2 separate regions of the Mus musculus genome follow, and region 2 is linked to region 1. A link is a contact called in public Hi-C data. All regions are on one chromosome and are shown on one strand. The core of a region is the stretch at or near the end of the contact, and the rest is flanking DNA. Distances in the headings are between cores, read along the strand shown. Region 1 overlaps Dcaf5 (DDB1 and CUL4 associated factor 5). Region 2 has its middle 9.6 kb from the start of Gm51986.

Region 1 (5,612 bases), core at 1,518-4,017:
CAATGGATTTTCACTTAATAATCTGGAAGCAGCATTAACCAGTTATATAGGGGACCTGAGTTCAAACCTTTTTACACAGTACAAAGTAAGCTAATTACAAATTTAATTATAAATTACAAAGTAAACTAATTTATTACATGTATGTATGTATGTATGTATGTATAGATGGATATATGGATGAAGGCATACATGCCGTGGTGCAGATGTGCTGTCATAGGGTAACTGTGGGAGTTGATTTTCTCCCTCTACTGTGTGGGTCTTAGGATGGATCTGGGATTGCCAGGCTGGCGGCAGTTGCCTCACCTGCTGAACCATCTCTCTAGATCAGTAGGCTTTTTCAAATGTCCTTGGTTTTAGGTGATTCTACCCTCACCATCTCCTCTCCTCTGCCCCTCATCCCCACATAAATTTTTGCACGCCCAGAACGTCACCTGCACTCTCATCCCTGTGCCCTCTACTCGCACCACTACCCCTCCATGCTGCTGCCTCACGCCCCGCAGACCCCATCAGGAGCTGGTTTTAGCTCCCTGGCCTCTATAGAAATTCCAAATTAAACACACAAATCTAAAAATTTAAAGCTAGAATTATGTTATAGTGAACATATTGTGTTTTGGGGGGCCTGGGTTACCACACTCAGAATAACATTTTCTAATTCCATATATTTTCCTGCAAATTTCATAATTTCAGTTGTCTTTACAGATATGAATGAATAAAATTTTATTATGTGTAGGTACCACATTTTTATTATCCTTCAGCTGATAGACATCTAGACTGACTCCATTCCCCAGTTATTCTGAACAGAACAGCAGACGCACATATCTCAGCAGCAGAGTCCTTTAGATATGTAGCCAAGAGTGGCAAAGCTGAGCCATATGGAAACCTACATTTTAACATGTTCTAGATCACCTTTAGTCCCAGCACTGTGGAGGCAGAGCATCTCTGAGTTTGAGGCCAGCCTAGTATACACCATAAATTACAGGACAATCAGGACTATGTAGAGAGAGACTGTTTCAAAACAAACAAAAAATTTTCAATAAAAAAATCCTCTAGCCCCTCACAGGATCTTGACATGTAACCCATGCTAACTTTCAAGAAGTATCTTTTAAGTTTTGGAATTATAGGTGTACACCTATTATGCTTAGTCTCTGGATGACTTTGTGTGTATGTGAGAGGAGGGGTGTGTGTGTGTGTGTGTGTGTGTGTGTGTGTATTTGTACACAGGCCAGAAGTGGGCATTGTGTGTGTGTGTGTGTGTGTGTGTGTATTTGTACATAGGCCAGAAGAGGGCATTAGATCTCCTGGAGCAAAAGTTGCAGGTGGTTGTGAGCCAAACTCAGGGTCTCTGGAAGATTGGTGCATGCTCTTAACCACTAAGCCAGCATTTTAGATCTGAAGTAAAGAAACATTACCGTATCCTGACTATGAAGACAAACTGTTTTTAAGTCTTTTCTTAGTCCGGGCAGTGGTGGCGTGTACCTTTAATCCCAGCACTTGGGAGGCAGAGGCAGAGGCAGGTGGATTTCTGAGTTTGAGGCCAGCCTGGTCTACAGAGTGAGTTCCTGGACAGCCAAACAGCCAAGGCTACACAGAGAAACCTTGTCTCAGGGGGCTTGGGGAGGCGGTGGGAAGAAAGCCTTTTCTCTTGGCAAAATAGATCATTCCTTATTCTCACTATAAATGGCCAGCTGCATAAACTCCTGCTGAGATGTATCCATCCATTCTTCTGGAAGGAATCACATTTTGTTCTCTACGATGTACTCCTAACTACATCAGGTTCTTGTGCACTCTCCTTGGTTGAAAGATTAATCTTCTTACCCAGAAATGCAGGAAGAAGAAAAGTTACTGGAGCCACACTCCTGCACTCTAACCAAATTATAAATGCCAGGTCAAGGATCTTGGGTGGGGATAGAATAGACCCGTGGGCCAGTGATGGGCAGGCTCCTCTTCAGGCCTGACTGGAATGGACAGAGAGGATAACTATTAACTGATGAGAAGGGAGTTTAGCAGAGGCCCCTGCTTCCTGTCAGGGACTTGAGCTGATGTCAACCCTGCTGCTGTGCTGTGCTGTGCTGTGCTGTGCTGTGCTGTGCTGTGCTGTGCTGTACTGTGCTGCGCTGTGCTCTTGTGCTGTGCTGTGCTGTGCTCTTGTGCTGTGCTGCGCTGTGCTCTTGTGCTGTGCTGCGCTGTGCTCTTGTGCTGTGCTGCGCTGTGCTCTTGTGCTGTGCTGGGCTGGGCTGGGCTGGGCTGGGCTGCGCTGCGCTGCGCTGCGCTGTGCTGCTCTGTGCTCTTGTGCTGTGCTGTGCTGTGCTGCGCTGTGCTCTTGTGCTGTGCTGTGCTGCGCTGCGCTGTGCTGCGCTGCGCTGCGTTGTGCTGTGCTGTGCTCTTGTGCTGTGCTGTGCTGTGTGTGCTGTGCTCTTGTGCTGTGCTGGGCTGTGCTGTGCTGTGCTGCGCTGCGCTGGCTGTGCTCTTGTGCTGTGCTGTGCTGTGTGTGCTGTGCTGGGCTGTGCTGTGCTGCGCTGCGCTGTGCTGGCTGTGCTCTTGTTCTGTGCTGTGCTGTGCTGTGCTGTGCTGTGCTGTGCTTGGCTGTGCTCTTGTGCTGGGCTGTGCTGTTCTGGGCTGTTCTGGGCTGGGCTGTGCTGTTCTGGGCTGTGCTGGGCTGTGCTGGGCTCTGCTGGGCTCTGCTGGGCTCTGCTGGGCTGGCTGTGCTGGCCAAGTTTGTTTCTGTTGAGTCTTGTTCCACCCCTCACCCACCCTCAGTTCCACAGATTCTGGCTGAGTTGCAAGCTCCATGCTGACTGTAGATTGAAAGCCTTTCATTGTTTTTGAACTCAGTGTTTAGATAGCACCGCATGCCTGTGGTGGCCAGGGCTCCCTATAAAGGAAATGCCTGGGCTCCAGCTGCCCAGTCCTTTCATTCTCTGTGTATGAGTGAGTGAGTGTGGCTTGTATTCAAGACATTATAAGATCATTTATTTCTTTGCTGGGTTTATCATTTGGGGACTTGGGATTCTAGACTCCTCCTTGGTACTTGGAGTTCTGGGGATGGTTTTTGTCTTTGCTGTCTTCCATCCATTCCACCCAGGAGGATGGCACGATGTTTTATCCAAACCTTGTTTCTGCACACAGCCGCAGTACCACAGCATTCCTCCCTTGGTGAGAAGATTGCTTTGGGAGGGTAAAGTAGGCATGGCTGCGGCTGGTGTTGGCAGGTTGTGTTTATGACCATGCCAGGTTGGCAGCTGCTCCTGCATGAACGTTTTCAGGGCCATTCTTCCTGTAGGTCATCTTCAGGCAAGTCAGGACCTCATCAGCAAAAGAAGTCATTTAGAAGCATACTGTATGTCTTAGTTAGGCTTTTACTGCCATGAACAGACACCATGACCAAGGCCACTCTTATAAGGACAGTATTTAATTGGGGCTGGCTTACAGGTTCAGAGGTTCAGTCCACTATCATCAATGCGGGTGCATGGCAGCATCCAGGCAGGCATGGTGCAGGAGGAGCTGAGAGTTCTACATCTTCATCTGAAGACTGCTAGTGGGAGACTGGCTTCCAGGCAGCTAGGATGAGGATCTTAAACCCACAGTGACACATGACTCCCAACAAAGCCACACCTACTCCAACAGGGCTACACATTCTAATACTGCCATTCCCTGGGTAGAGCATATGCAAACATCACACTTCATGACTTTAAAAATGTTATAAACATTATGAAACTACAGAAAAAATAATGCAATAAGAACATATAACCGCTTAGTAAAGCTATACAAATGATACTCACATAGCCTGACTTCAGTGAATCAGAGATATAAAAGAGAACATGGTTGTGGCATGGGTAACCACCCCTCTGTGAGATAAGGCCCAGGTAATCAAGAATTCTGTTGAGGGACTGGGGAGACGGCTCAGTTATGAGCACTTGGAAGGGCTGGAGAGATGGCTCAGAGGTTAAGAGCTGTTGCAAACTTGGGCTTGAGATTCCCAGCATCTCTCTGGTGGCTGTCATTAACCCCAGTTCCAAGAGATCCAGTGCCCTCTTCTGGCCACCAGACTTATGCATGGTGCACAGACATATACATAGACATTCACATATACACATAAAACACACACTACACTATAGCATAATAAGTGAACCAGAATATACTGTATGTCTTAGTTAGGCTTTTACTGCCATGAACAGACACCATGACCAAAGCCACTCTTATAAGGACAGTATTTAATTGGGGCTGGCTTACAGGTTCAGAGGTTCAGTCCACTATCATCAATGCAGGTGCATGGCAGCATCCAGGCAGGCATGGTGCAGGAGGAGCTGAGAGTTCTACATCTTCATCTGAAGACTGCTAGTGGGAGACTGGCTTCCAGGGACGCTAGATAAATGAGAGTACATGAATAAATTTAAGATATTTCAAAGCTGAATATACACTTGGGAACTGAAAAGCTGGAAGCAAGCGCTGGTGAGATGGCTCAGTAGGTAAGGGCATTGCTTCCAAGCCTGACAACCCGAGTTGGATCTCTGGAACACTAATGGTGGGAGGAGAGAACTAAATCCCATAAACTGCCCTCTGATCTCCACACGTGCACCATGGTGCATGCCCCTCATCTTACAAATGAATAATTTAAAAATAAACCACCTTTGTTTTAAATTAAAAGGAAACAGGTATACTCTTCCTATTGCATTTGGGGATGTGCCTACATTGAAGTCTTTATTTAGGCTACTTATTTGGTTGGCCCATATATAATATGAATTTTTTTTTCTTTTATTTGTTTGGTTATTTGTTGTTTTGGTTTGTTTGTTTTGGAAACAGTCTCAGTATGCAGCTTTAGCTGACCTGGCACATCAACAGACATGTTATAAAAGACAAATCTATAAAATATAGTGGATTTTATGTATGTGACTGTTTTGCTTTGAATATGTCTTTGCACCACTTGCATGACTGGTGTCCTTGGAGGCCAGAAGAGGGAGCCAGATCTCATGGAACTGGAATTACAGATGCTTATATGCTGCCATGTGTGTGTTGGGTATCAAATGCAGGTTCTCTGGAGGAGGGACCAGTGCTCTTAATGGCTGATCCATTTCTCGAGCCCACCAAAGCCAAAACAAAACCAAAAACTTTTTTAAAAAAACTCTGTGTGTGTGTGTGTGTGTGTATGTGTGTGTGTGTGTGTGTGAGTGTGTGTGTGAGTGAGTGTGTGAGACATGTGCCATTGTGTTTGTGGGATCAGCCAGTTCTATAGAACTTCTCTCTCAACCATGTAAATTCTGGGAACTGAGCTTGGGGTATCATCAGGTATTCTAACAGTTTTTTTTTTTTTTTAAAGACAGGGTTTTTTGTGTGAGTGTTACCCTGGTTGTCCTGGAATTAACTCTATTGAGCAGGCAGGCCTTGAAATCACAGAGATCTGCCAACCTCTGCTTCTTACATGAAGAGAGTAAAGGCATCCATTACTGCTGCCCAATTTACCAGCTCATCTTTTAACAAATTAAAATTAAACACTTCTAGCCAGGTATGGTGGTGCACGCCTTTAATCCCAGCATTCAGGAGGCAGAGGCAGGCGGATTTCTGAGTTCGAGGCCAGCCTGGTCTACAAAGTGAGTTCCAAGACAGCCAGGGCTACA
Region 2 (5,586 bases), core at 548-3,047, 350 kb before region 1:
CCTCTTTGCATAGATAATCATTCATCAGAAGCAAACTCTAGGCAAAGCCGGAGGCCACAATGGAATTTCCAAATGAGAAATGTGGTAATTATTTTCTTCTGTTAATGAAAGGAAAAAGTGGGTTTTATTGTGCCAGCCTTCAACCATCAATTCATTCAATTCATTACCAAATGCTTAGTAGAAGGTAGCATCCTGGGTCTTCACCCTGGATGGCAGGCCCAGGACCACTTAGCCACTTTGTTGAGGGGCTCATTACTTTGAATTTGAAGGTATTTCTCCTTCAATTATATCATATGCCTGACAAATTCACAATACTTACCGTCTTAACACTCTGTGCCCACAACAAATGGTAAGTAGACTTCTGCCCTACGCCCTCTTGCCTCGAGCACCCCCAACACAATTAGGACAAACGCCTCCCCCCCACCACCGTGGCGGGGTGAATGTGGCTGCTCTCTCTCTCTCTCTCTCTCTCTCTCTCTCTCTCTCTCTCAAGACAGGGTTTCTCTGTGTAGCTCTGGCTGTCCTGGAACTCATTTTGTAGGCCAGGCTGGCCTTGAACTCAGAAATCCACCTGCCTCTGCCTCCCAAGTGCTGGGATTAAAGGCATGCGCCACTGTTTGTTTCCTGAGAAGCATCTCCAGGGATGGGAAGCTCCAATCTAGACCAGAACTGGGGGTGAGTTGAAAAGAGCATCCACAGTCACGCGTGTCATAATGATGTTCCAATACATGTTATATTTTCCAGGATGTGCTACAAAGAACACTGGCCTTGAGCGCAAGGGCCTGAACTTCCATTTCCAAGTCATGTGATCTCGGGCAAGTTCTTAGCCACTATGGACCTTATTATATAAACCCAGGAAAGGGATGTTGTGAGACCACAAACTAGAAACCAGTGTGAAAGGGTCCGGTTTATAATGTGCTAGGTATACGACGGTCAAAGCAGAGCCTTTGTTTTCTATCCTAAAGGAAGGAATGACCTACAGATCAGCCCAGGCCAATCACGCAGCGCTGTGCAGTCACAAAGCCCGCCCTCCCCCTGCTGCCGGAGCCCCAGCTCACTTTCCCACCAGAATCTGCAGCATGTTGCCATCTGCTGGGAAGAAGACGGTAGTGGACATCCAAGCATCCCTACCTAAACTGCAGGAAGCCAGAGTGAAGGAAATCCTAAAGAAAAGAAGGGTAGGAACTGGGCAGCGAACCTTTGACCTGTGAGACAGACAGGGCCCCCTCCATTGGCCAACAACTCGTCAGAATAATATTTCAATTCGCTTTTATTTTTTTAAAGTGATAGGATATTATTTAAGGAAAGAAATCCTGACACACCGTTGAACCTCGAGGATGCTATCTATGCTAATGAAGTAAGCTAGTGGGGAAAAAAATCTGGTTAAGAACATTGGGTGCTCTTGCAAAAGACCCTGGCTTAGTTCCCAATGCCCACATGGTAGCTCTCAACCATCTGTAACTCAAGTTCCAGGAGATCCAATGCCTTCTCCTGGCACCTTTCAGACACCACGCATGCGCATACTGTACGCACATACGTGCAGGCAAAGCAGCCGCACACACAAAATAAAATAAATCTTTAACAAGACAAACAAACAAAAATTGGCTCACAAGACAGCTCATCAGTGGGAGCAAACACAGAGATCGACAAAGATTTGTGTTTAATCCCAGAAACCCACATGGTGGAGGACAGAACTGGTTCCAACAAGTTAACCTCTGACCTCCACATGTGTGCTGTACAGCACTCAATAAATAAACAAACATGTAAAGAGAATGACAAATACTGCCTTGTTCCACTTCCTGGGTCTGTGTCTAAAGTTGCCGTAGACACAGGAAGTAGAATGGAGTTTGCCAGCACAGGGAGTGGGGCCAGGGATCATCTCTTAACGGGTTCTGAGGTTTGCCAAATGAAGCATTCTGGAAACGGATTGCGCAACAATGTAAATATATTTAACATCACTAAGTCACATGTGTAGAAATGGTTCAAATGCCCAAGAGACAGAGGAGGGCAGATCTCTGAGTTTGAGACCAGCCTGATCTACTACAGGGCAAGTTCAAGGACAACCAGGGCTACACAGAGAAACCCTGTCTTGAAAGACCAAAAAGACAAGACAAGACAAGACAAGACAAGACAAGACAAGAGAAAAAAAGAAAAGAAAAAGAAGAAAGCAAAAATAAAGAAAAGGGGTTCAAATAAGACAGGGTTTCTCTGTGTAGCCCTGGTTGTCCTGGAACTCACTCTGTAGGCCAGGCTGGCTTCGAACTCAGAAATCAGCCTGCCTCTGCCTCCTGAGTGCTGGGATTAAAGGCATGCATGAATGACCATTGCCCGGCTCAAGTGATAAATTTTGATCGCATATTTTACCTCAATAAAAAGCCCAATAAAAGACAATGGAGGTGTGCAACTCCACGCCAGAGAATCACAATAAATGCTGACTGAATAAAGATAGGCACACAGCCTCAGACATGGGGTGAAGGCAGCAATGGGCATTTCCATTGATTATTTTTTCCTTGTCTTTCCTGTTCTCATCTCAAGGCCAAAATTAATTAACTAAATAATTGATTTGAAACAGTGTTTCACTGTGTAGCCCTAGCTGTTCTGAAACTCACTCTGTAGACCAGGCTGGCCTCAAACTCACAGAGATCCACCTGCTTCTGCCTGCCCAGTGCTAAGACTAAAGGCGTGTGCCACCACACCTGGCTCAAACTTTTCAGATAAGTTAGAGGACAGTGTGGCACTTAGTTCAACTAACCAGAGCATCCTCCTAGAGGGCCTGGCTCTCCTGACCTCTAGTGGCAGTCACAGGCTACAGAGCAGAAAAATCCTGGATTATGGGAGTCTCCATAGTCATCTACGTGACCTTATGAGAGTAAAGAGACTTCTCTCCTGCAATTATAAACATACATAGATACAGAAATCATTATAAAGAGTGGCTCTCCAATGCCACATGGCCAGCAAGTGACCAGCAGAGGCTTTGCCTTCTCTATCAGGGCCACCTCTCCACAGAAGTAGGGAGAGAGGCAAGGTCCTCCTGAGGTCTTGTCAGCTCAACTGCTGCTTGGCAAAGGACAAAGTCTCCTTTAAGACACCCCAAGCCAGTGCCAGGCGTGGTGGCACACGCCTTTAATCCCAGCACTCGGGAGGCAGAGGCAGGCAGATTTCTGAGTTCGAGGCCAGCCTGGTCTACAGAGTGAGTTCCAGGACAGCCAGAGCTATAAAGAGAAACCCTGTCTCAAAAAAACCAAAAAAAAAAAAAAAAAAAAAAAAAAGACACCCCAAGCCCACCAGCCATGGCTGGGACAGGGTAACAGGCATGGGTTGAATGCTCAGAGCAGGATTAGCAGGTGTCAGGTCCCCTAGGACCATGATTCCAAACTGTAGTTCTCTCTTTGTCTCCTGGGTGGTGCCCTGGAGCCCGAGATGGCTTCTGTCTCTGAGTAGCCAAGTCACCTTGGCTTCCCCTTGATCAGCCCCTAAGCAAAGCCACAGAGACACAGAACAGGTTGCATTTCCAACTGTGGGGGGATACAGGGACAGCCACCAAGGACTTTGCTTTATTAAGCTCTATCTCAGAATTCCTGGGCTTGGTGTGTGCCCTAAACTTTTGAAGGACCTTCGTTCAACCCCACTGGATGGAGTGGCTTTCTCTTTCTACCAGGCTGAATCATCCTCTTGATCCTCCCTCAAAGGCTTACTGCTCTACCCCTTCACAAGAAGTGGGGTGAGAGAAGCCATTATCTCTTTCCTGAGTCAGAGCTGTGGGGCTTCTGACTTTGAGGAGACTCTGCAGATGGTTGAAGATCTGAGGAGCTTTCCTCTGGCAGGGGCACAGGGCTCCCTGACCAACTGCTTTGCCTAGTAGTTTACCAGCTGCTGTCTGGTTAGATCACACCTGACACCCTAGGCTGTTCCTGAGACTGGGGCATGTATTTGTCCTCCAAACAGACTGCCCAAGTCAGGCTAAACTGTGATTAATGGTTTGAGAGTATTGCCTCTTTCCAGAAATTGAGACAGGTTCCTCGGCTGGAACATTTGTGCTTTCCAAAGTCTCTTGCTTTCTTTAACATGTCTTTGGGAGGTATGTTGGTTTATCTTGTCAACTTGCTGGGATTTAGAATCCCCATGGAAACAAACCTCTGATGGTGTCTGTTTGAGATGATCTATATTAATTCATGGAGGTTGGAAGATCCACCTGAAATGTGGGTGGGGCCGTTCTAGAGGCTGGAGTCTGGACCTGAATGTATAGAGCCAAACTACAGCGATATGAATAGTAAGGTCTTTGTGTCTGGCTGTGAAATGTTTCAGCAAACCCTTTGCAATGTTTGGGTCAATCAGTAGAGACTGAGAAATTGGAGAGGGTTTGAACCTTGAAGAAATGTCTCTCTGGCGTATCTGCACTTGCTGCCATGTGGGAACTTGCAGCTGCGCCAGTCTTGGTCCTAAGGCACTCCTGGTAAACCTTGAGTTCTTACTTTTGATTATGGCTAGCCATGGACAAAAGGGACTGAGATCTGTGTGGGTTATCGGTTCTCACGGGAAGCAAGAGCAAGATAACCTTGGTAGCTGGAACCTTTCTCAGTCCAGATTAACTTTTTGTATAATGTTTGAATAAAGTAACTGGAGTGAGCTAGCTGGGTGTCAGCCTTTTCCAAGAAGGCTGACCCCTCTGGTCCTTTGGAAAAATGATGGCTTAGCATCTTGGTGAGTTTCTCTATCTCTATTCCACCATAGGACCAACATCAATCAATACTAAACAGTAGCATCCTTGGCTCCCTGCTTCCTGCTGCTACAAAGGCAGTGGGACAGCTGTGGGAACAGCTTCCTCTGAAAACACTCTCTATTTTTTGTTTGTTTGTTTGTTTTGTTTTGTTTGTTTTTTTGTTTTTTGAGACAGGGTTTCTCTGTGTAGCCCTGGCTGTCCTGGAACACACTCTGTAGACCAGGCTGGCCTCGAACTCAGAAATCCGCCTGCCTCTGCCTCTACCTCTGCCTCCCAAGTGCTGGAATTAAAGGCGTGGGCCAGCGCTGCCCAGCCTCTGAAAACACTCTTGTCTTCAGAGACTGAACTTTTGCTGCCCTTGTAACCAAGTTAATAATAAGACCACATAAAGCTATGCACTCAACCTGTTTCACACTGTGTATTCAGCCTGTTCATCCTGCTCTAAGAAGCCAGTGTAGCCCTCTTAAGGCTGTGGACTTGCCCTATAACCCTAACCCACTTTTACAAGCTAAACTGAATGCATGGCTTTGCTCTCGGACCACATTCCTTCCCTCTCCTGTTTGACTTGTCCTGACCCAGAACAATGTGGGTGTGTATGAGAGACAGAGAGAGAGAGAGACAGAGAGAGAGAGAGACAGAGAGAGAGAGAGACAGAGACAGACAGAGAGACAGAGAGAGAGAGAGAGACAGAGAGACAGAGACACTAGTTAAATCAGATAAAAAGCGGCAGCACCAGAAACAATTATTTAGTTGTCCAACATAAATGTTGGGAACAACATGTGGATATAGGTTGGTGACATCTGTTTGCAGTTTTGAGTGCTATTCTGGGTCATTGGGGTTCAATAAACTAAATTCTTCCCTTGTAA

Evidence for each region. A called contact is a pair of places that touch in the nucleus more often than the background predicts.
Region 2: a contact with region 1 is called in a Hi-C map of cortical neurons, with 3 times the contacts expected there. The contact joins two enhancer-like sites. A contact is called at or near these places in 10 of 39 promoter capture datasets (the 3T3-L1 cell line, the C10 cell line, the HPC-7 cell line and 6 more), 6 of 484 Hi-C or Micro-C datasets (the N1E-115 cell line, cardiomyocytes, cerebellum and 3 more) and 2 of 9 other capture datasets (adipose tissue and pancreatic islet).

The regions. Positions count from the first base shown.
Region 1 is chr12:80,377,171-80,382,782 of GRCm38.p6, reverse strand. All of the region lies in intron 5 of Dcaf5 (DDB1 and CUL4 associated factor 5), which reads left to right. Among named protein-coding and RNA genes, the nearest start is that of Mir1843a, 12 kb to the left of the region's middle. Within about 2 kb of position 2,767, at least 137 of the 459 cell types and tissues checked have an H3K27ac peak or open chromatin away from gene starts, as enhancers often do. A contact at or near this core is called in cortical neurons, where this site is marked.
Region 2 is chr12:80,726,217-80,731,802 of GRCm38.p6, reverse strand. No RefSeq gene overlaps it. Among named protein-coding and RNA genes, the nearest start is that of Gm51986, 9.6 kb to the right of the region's middle. Within about 2 kb of position 1,797, at least 19 of the 459 cell types and tissues checked have an H3K27ac peak or open chromatin away from gene starts, as enhancers often do. A contact at or near this core is called in cortical neurons, where this site is marked.